Regions from separate parts of the Astyanax mexicanus genome. Here region 1 is linked to region 2. Evidence: chromatin contacts called from public Hi-C data. All regions are on one chromosome and are shown on one strand. Each heading gives the region's core, a stretch centred on a gene start, on an enhancer-like site or on the middle of the called end of the contact. The rest is flanking DNA. Distances are from core to core; before and after follow the strand shown. Region 1 holds the start of bmi1a (bmi1 polycomb ring finger oncogene 1a). Region 2 has its middle 9.8 kb from the start of skida1.

The links. A called contact is a pair of places that touch in the nucleus more often than the background predicts.
Region 1: a contact with region 2 is called in a Hi-C map of muscle, with 15 times the contacts expected there. The contact joins the promoter of bmi1a here to the enhancer-like site in region 2. A contact is called at or near these places in 3 of 3 Hi-C or Micro-C datasets (blood and muscle).

What each region holds. Positions count from the first base shown.
Region 1 is chr1:92,362,739-92,366,862 of AstMex3_surface, forward strand. It overlaps bmi1a (bmi1 polycomb ring finger oncogene 1a), which reads left to right and starts at 1,479. Exons shown (of 10, transcript XM_007254782.4): 1 at 1,479-1,912. It overlaps commd3 (COMM domain containing 3), which reads left to right. Exons shown (of 8, transcript XM_015607249.3): 8 at 1-132.
Region 2 is chr1:92,237,141-92,241,057 of AstMex3_surface, forward strand. No RefSeq gene overlaps it. Among protein-coding and RNA genes, the nearest start is that of skida1, 9.8 kb to the right of the region's middle. Within about 2 kb of position 2,106, the one cell type or tissue checked has an H3K27ac peak away from gene starts, as active enhancers do.

The sequences.
Region 1 (4,124 bases), core at 229-2,728, 120 kb after region 2:
GCCCTTCACCCCGGCGGGGACGCCCCCTCCCCACTCTTCGGTCCCAGCGGAGATGGCATGAAGGGCTTGGGATTTTCACTTCTGCTCTTTAAATGTTTGTGTTTTCATATAAAATAAAACAAAATAAACAATTGTCTTTGTGTTGTTATTTGTGAAAACAATGTGAAAGAAAGTGTGCGTGATTGCAATAAATGTATGTATGTAAATGTATTAATGGGTGCGTAATACTGTACGTCATGTTTTAAGAACCGACTTCTTATAAGGTCTGCGGACTGTATTGGGCTCTATTGAAGGTTTCAAAACAGGCTGAATGTCTAGATCGGAACAGACGTGCGCGAGAATCAGTGAAGACTGATATACAAAAAAACTGTTGATTCAATGAGAATATTTCTATGAAAGCAGTTACAATATCAAATAAGCAGAGAATATGTGTGTGAGTGGTGACGTTATAAAGTTTAGTAGATAAAAAAACAAAACAACGGCCAGTGGTATCACTTGTTCGGTGATCGCTTTACGCATAATATATAATTTAATACATGAAAACGGGTTGTCATGGGGAGTGTCAGCGCTTCATACGCAACATCTCCACGTCTACATGAGTTTTTAACGAGGGACAAACGCAAACTTCCGAGTGCTACCTAACAATTTGCAATGGTAATGGTTCTACTTAGAACTCACAGAGCCACAGAACACTTTAAGGGGTTCCGATGCTGGCTGTACAGTATAGTTCTTTAAAAAAAAAACAAAGATTGAGAATTCATTTATGGAGCACCTAAATAACTCCGGCATTGTTACCCCAAATACCGTCATTGAACTAGACACCCCTAAAGAGCTCTTAACGGTTTCTATAGTAACGGTAACGGTTTTATATGGAACCATGCCAGTCTCATTTGATCTTCAAAATGTTCTATGACGATTAATCTATTTTATATTTTGTTCTTCAATGGTAGCATCCACAGGACTATTGGTATTGCTATTGTCACGTTATATAACATTTTAAAGCTGTTTACGGTTTCTTTATTAACAGCAAGGTTCCACGTAGAACCTCGGCAGTTCTATTTAAATTTAAAATTGAGTTTTAAAAAAAGGGTTCTCCTCTGGATAGTCTCTAACACACCGTTTCTTTAAAAAAAAGGTTCTATGTAGAATCAAAAAGACCTCGCATTGATACAAATAAAATAAAAAAATTTGATAAAGGTCTTTGATAAAAAAAATATTTTTGACAGTGTAGGGAAGAAACAAAAATACATCGACAAACAAATACAAGCTTAGTAGAAGGCAGACATTGGTATATATCGCAAACAATAATTTTACTAATCATAAACCCCTACGTAAGAATTGTATCGCGCATGCATTTCTCAGTCGGCGCTGACGTTTTCCATCCAATTTCTTGGTGCCCCAATACACCGACACATATTCCCAGGCCGCCCTTAAGGAGCGGCACCACGTGATGCGCGGGGCGGGCGGACTGCAAGCCATTTTGGGGGACGGTGTCAGTTTGCACCGAGACATCAGCGCCGAGACCGTAGAGGGGGGAATCTGGCCGCGAGAAAAACGGCCGTCTTCCATACCGCTCTGTTCTACGCGCTCAAGCTCGAGACCTGAACCACTGCGAGCTTTTTCCACAGGGGGACAAAGGCGCGGGCCCGGTGTAAGGCAGCACGAGGCGTTCTCTGGATTCCTGTTATTCTGAAATGCGCCGTTGCTGCTCTTATTGCGATTGACAGCGTCTGCAGCAGTTCCGTTTTCAAGATGGCCGCTCGGCTTGCACTCGTTTGCTGCTGATCGACTTTTCTCCCCCTCCTCCTCTTCTCCTCCTCCTCTTCCCCTCCCTCCTTCCCTCCCTCCCTTCTGCAACTTTCGTGGTCTAAAAACTCGCCTCGCTCTCCAGGATCCGCGGCGCAGTTGCCAGGTGTGTGTCCTTTCTGTTGTTGTTTTTGCGCCGTACAGTCGTGTCCGTTTCTGTCCGCGTGCTGTAGGACTCGGGGAGCGCGGCTTTTAACGCATTGTGTTTGTGTGTATGCGCGTGTGCGCTTTAAGCACGAGTGTGTGTTCCGCACGGCGATGGAGACTATGGATTGTGATTTGTTTCATATCGCACTGTTTTTGTTCTTTCTGTTTGTGGTAAAGTCGTCTCGCGCTGATTTTTGCGTGATTGGGTTGCACTGACACGTTGTTATCGTGCTGGTCAGATCGGGTCAAATGTGAGCGAAAGCTACTGATCAAATGTATATTGTGCTTATTCCTTGATTATTGTGTTTCCCCATTTTATAGATGTGAAATCTTTTAAGTGTTCCGAAGTCGGCGGTGTGTGTATAGCGCGGAAAGAACACGTTTTTCGTGTTAGATTAACTTAAATTCAGCTGCAGGGCTGCTGGACGGGCGCTCAAGCGAAAGTGCTCGTTTATTTGTTTAGATCCGTGGTGACGTTAAAAATACGAATAGCTAATTAGTCATGTATGTTAAATATGTAGGTGATGTTCATTTTAGTGTGCGTGCTTTGGGGGCTGTAGGAGTTTGATGTTTGATAAGGTTGTCAATATCAGCAGCACGTGCGTGAGGTTTCATGTGCTCTCTCAGTGCACCTTGTTTACTTTTGAGACTTTCTCATTGTGGTCATTTGTTGGGTCGGTTAGTGGGCATTCATTAGTATTTAATGTTTTAATGTTCATGTTCACCTTTAGTCCTTGTCTACGTGTCTTCATTTGTGGGTATGATGAGTTAACAAGCTGTTGTTGTTTACCTAATTGATCCATTCAGTAACTTAATCTAATGGACCTGTATTTTCTTTCGCTGACAAACTTCTAAAGAAAGTGATGGGCTGGTCATAGACCCTAGTGATTTTATTTTTCATATTGTATTTGTTCAATTCGGGTTCGGGTCCGATTTGCCGTGGCCTGGTGACAAAGTATGGTTAAACCGCATCTGAAAACACCTTTTATGTATCTTGTACTTTTAAAACGTTAAATCTGCCGACAGGTGTTAATTCCCTCCTCCAGTGGTCGTGTGTACCTCATTGCCTTGCCTGGCTTTTTACAGATGCCTCACGATTAAAGATGTATATTTACATTGTACAAAAGAGCACATGATAACTAGTTATGTGCATCTCTGAATTGCTTGTTTTTCCAGCCTTAGGCCCAAGCAGTGTGAAAAACTAATGCAAACTGCTTGCGTGCACCCGCTTACACATCATTTTATCATTAGGATGGGCGTTGTGGGGGTAAACCTGTTGTTTGAACCACAACCCGTCGGCTTACCTTCAGTGTAATAAACACGTAACTGAACACATCTTTTTTTTAAATCTTCATATACTGACTTTTGAGGCTTATATATGAACAGGGAGGAGGATATTGGCACTGCTCTGGGCTACCTGACTCAAGTCTTGTAAGCAGGGCGCTCAGGTAGGTTTCCTGGTTGATTCATTGCCATGGACTATAGCTCGGTTTATGTACGGTAGCAACCGTGTAACGTGGCCATTTATTGGCCGTTTAGTATGCAGCTATTTAGTGATTATTCTCCATTTTCTGTGTCGAGAAAAAAACGTGACCAGTACAATATAATGTGTCGGTGTGGGTAATACTGTAGACTACAGGCTGACAGTTTAGCGCGGTCTGATCTGAATGCAGATTCAAACTTATGGTCCCATACGAACGTTACATGCGCTTCAAACGTATTGCCCAGCCGTTTCTGCCTTATCTGTTTAGAATTGCATTTTGGTTTCATCTGGACTTTCTGCGCAATGTAGTATGTCTGCTGTACATTGGCTGGTAGACTGCCTATGCTGTTAATGTCAGTAATTAAATCATCTAATTAGATTATTTTCGGCACAGAATCGGACTAATTGGTCCGTGTTTGCGTTGTTGTCTTATTGCCGACCTCATATCTTGCACCTATAGGCATCATGGCGTTTGGGTTTCCTATAAAATGTATTTTCTCTGTTGGTCGCGATAATGTAACTGGTCGGTTATGGACCCATATTTCCTGGAAATGTGAAACGGAAAGATGTGTCACTCTACTGTTAAACCACTGCTGCCTGATCAAATGTACGTTCGGAATAACAGCGCAGTGATTAATTGAAGTGTTGTTGGATATTTTAATACAACGTAGCACATTGGATGGGTCAG
Region 2 (3,917 bases), core at 856-3,355:
AAGTCAGTGCAGTGTTTTCCCAAAAAATCTTAAAGTATTTCATGCCTCCCTCTGTTGACAGCTTTTATGGAGATTTGGATTTCATTTTCCAGCAGGACCTGATCTTATATAATATTCTAATTTTGTGAGACACTGATTTTTGGGTTTTCATGGACCTTAAGACCATTATCATCAACAATAAAAGAAATAAACGCCTAAAATAGATCGCATGTGTAATACAAATACATATATAATATTTATGGAAATAGCTAGATAGTGAACAAATAATGGACATTTTTGCAACTGATAGTGATTTTGTTTTGATGCCTAAATATTTTACCCGGAATGTTTCTAGTCGGGTATTTACTTTGTCTAGTACTTCCCATGGTCATAAAGGCGCTTTTACTTTAGTAATTATTAAAGCAGTCGGTGCTCAGCACAGCATTACCCCTTATATACCACTATTTCTCCATGAAGAAATGTTTCTGCACGACACGCGAGGATTGTGTAAAATATAAAATATTCGTCACTGTCGAAAAAAACCGACAAGGTACGTTCCTGTAGCAGAAGAGGAGACGAAACTCACTCAAGTAGACCGTTCCTGGGTTTATGATTCGAACCTGTCCTAAAATGCAGCTTTGTACTACAAAGGTAAGGTATAGGCATAGATATAGAGAAACGGAAATCTATTTTCTTATATTTCATTTATTTTATTAGCTGTATAGCATGCATCTGCACCTGAATTCAAACTCTTACTTAACACTAATAAATTCACATATATGTTTGTGCATACCATACCTGTCCGTATGCAGTTTGGGACACAGCCTTTGCTACAAGTTTCCCTTGTCTCTGAAAGTTTACTTTTTCACACACTTTTTCACACCACTTAATCTTGAAACCATTCAAGAGCTTAGAGAAGACTGTTCAGTTTAGAAAGTGAGATTTTTGAGAATATTGAGAGTACGCCTTGAATTGTTCTTTCTCCTCATATGCCGAAAATGCCTCGTTGAAGGCTTGGTAAACAAAACATGCCATAGAATTTGTCTACATGAAATATAAACATACCGTTGCCTTAAGCAGAAAGCATTCCGTACCACTTTGTATTTTATTTTAGGTTGTAGGTTTAGGTTATTTGTGGACTCACCTAATAAATGTATTCCACTTGTAATTTAGGCGTTCACTATAATAAAACATTCGTTATGGTTCGACATTGAGCAAAGAGGCACAGGGGTTTATCCCGCTTCACTACCTGAGCCTCCCCAGGCAGTCTCTAGCTAGAATGTGGGTTATCTCTTGTATGTTTAAACTACAACTAAAAAATGAAGAGTTTTTATATGAAAAAAGCGAATTTAAACCGCCTGTCTGTAAACAATATTTTTCTAGCTTTATTTATTTTATTTGATTACTTTAATCTTTGTAGCGCTTAAAAAATAATACAAACCGCAGAGATTGGTTTACTTGGGTTAAAAACATAATTATAGTGTAAAAAATCCATTGTTGACTCAGATCGAAAAAGGGCGAAGGGTAGTATAAAAGTGAAAATAATTTTAGAGCGGCTTGTCAAGTGGCTTAAGCCGCAGTGTGCAACTAAACCAGTCCACCTTAAATCATGTAGCCCTCCCCTTTAAGAGGAAGCTGCAATATTTTCACTCTTTGCATAGGGGGCGCTACGAGTCCGTGAAATTTCCACCTGGCAGTGCGCCACAATTTCTCTTTACCAAAGAGCTGTCAGTGTCCGCGACTGGCAGTTTATTCTTATTAAAACACCACCACCGTCAACTGAGGTGGTCTTCAGGTCCAGTAGATGACCCAAGAGCCGCCTGACATATTTAAAACATTTTTTGCACCACAAGTTGTCCATTCTGGCCTCACATTTTTCCACGGCTTTGCTCCGCTGACGCCGGGGATCTATTTTCCAATTTCGTTGGGCTTTAAAACACAACCATGAACAGTACTTACCTCCTGTTTGAATGATTTTGAAGGATAAAAACAGGATGTAGAAAAATAAACCACTAAAATTCTGTTTAAAGCCGATAAGGTGTGCATTGGCGCTGTTGGAGTCTTTCCCACAGCCCGTTCTTTGTCCTTGGAAAGGAAAAAACGAAGTGTTTTGGGTTACAGCGGAACCGACAGCGTTGAGCTGTTCGCGAACCGACCTGAACAAACCGCAGAGCTCGAATCAAGTGGTTTGTTTTAAAACAGTTCTTAAATAATAAATCCGAAAACAGTCACATGCCGTTTTTTCACTTGTTTCAATCGAACACCGACGGAGCCAAAAGGCCAATTTAAATATAATATTCCGATTATAAAGCTGTTTTTTGCACATTTTTAAAGTTTATAACGTCGTATTCAGCATTCTATAGAAGCAATTTTGAATCCGTTTTGAGCGAAGGCCAAAAAGAGAAGGCATAAAATAGCAATAGCAGATATTCGCATTCGCCTTGCAATTATTTCCAACCCGCCTCAGATTTTCTTGTCTTCTAAACAACATTTGCTCTAATTTAGCGAGAAGCAAATTCCTAATGCGTTTTCTTTTGTCTGTTTTGGTTCAGTATGTGGTTTTCATTATTTACATTGCTTAGCGGTAACTAAAGACTGTTTTTATCCCCTCTTCACTTTTTTGGACGCAGTTATCTCCAGTTTGGCTTGTTAAAACCCAAGGTATGTTTTATATTCTCTAGGAATATCTTTAAAAAACCCTCCTAAAACAAATCTAAATTGAAAAAATAAAAATAGATTATAATAGTGTGTGTTGAAACATACACTTACTTTTCTAACGAACAAAAAATCACTTTCAAGGTTCATCAGTTTTGATCAATTATACAAATATAAAAAACGTGGAAACCAGTGGTTTTTAATGGTTGACAGACGTAGTACTAAAGTAGTATTAAGTGTGACTATGTAAAAAATGTTGATGGAGTTGTGTTTCCCTGAGATTTTTTATAACTGGTTTGCTTCTCTGGTTTAGCTGGTGTATGACTTGTTCATTCAATGACATTTGTTTCCTCGCTCCATTTCTGTTTTTCTATTTATTTATCTTTTGTTATGTGCGTGACTGCATCTTGACTACATTGTGGTTGACCACATCTCTCAAGTTAAACTTAAGTGATTCAGAAAGAGAGGAATAAAGCCCCATGCACTTTTTATTCTAGTGCAGTTTCAGATGAAGTAGAAATACTACTTTTAGTTCTAGATGTTTTTATAAAGGTACTTTTTACTGCAGTCGTTGCTACGCTACATTTTCACTGAACACTTTTCAGACCATTCTGACAGGTAAGTTTATAAATGGGCAGTGCTTCCTTTAAGTCTGCGTTTTTTATTGGTTTATTGGTGATTTTGGCCAGGGAGAAAAACATGGTCACCTGTTTTAAACACGGATATTTTAGTTTTAACAAAATTTTACATCAGCAGACTTTCTTTACTTTAGATATAGTTTAACCCATAAAGTGGTTAGTGTAAATGACACGTGAATGGGCAATTGGCTCTGTTGGTACAGTTTGCCAGTATACCAAATGTGCATCATCTATACGGGGAGAACTTCCCTCGATTTTCGTCACTGTAAATTACAATTTATCCTGCTTAAAATAAATCAGTTATGCACAGGAATGTGCGATTGTCCAAGCTGAACGACTGTACAAAACCACCTTTTGAAGAAAACGTCTTTCTTGGACGAATTCAAGGCTCTCTGATGTGTGATTTAAATTGAGCCATCCCTTATTTATCTGTATGCTTATTGAAAGTATGTTACTGACACCTGCATCAGTATATCTTAATTATCATCTTATGTCATTTATTTATTTTATAGTAAATGTACAGGTCTGATGCCTTACAGTCTGTGAAGTTGTGCTAAAGGTCAGAAGTATTTTGATCGTTTACACTTAAAACAATAAAGCTTCTTTAAAGAGACTTTTTTGGGTAAATGAGATGTGCAAGTGTGC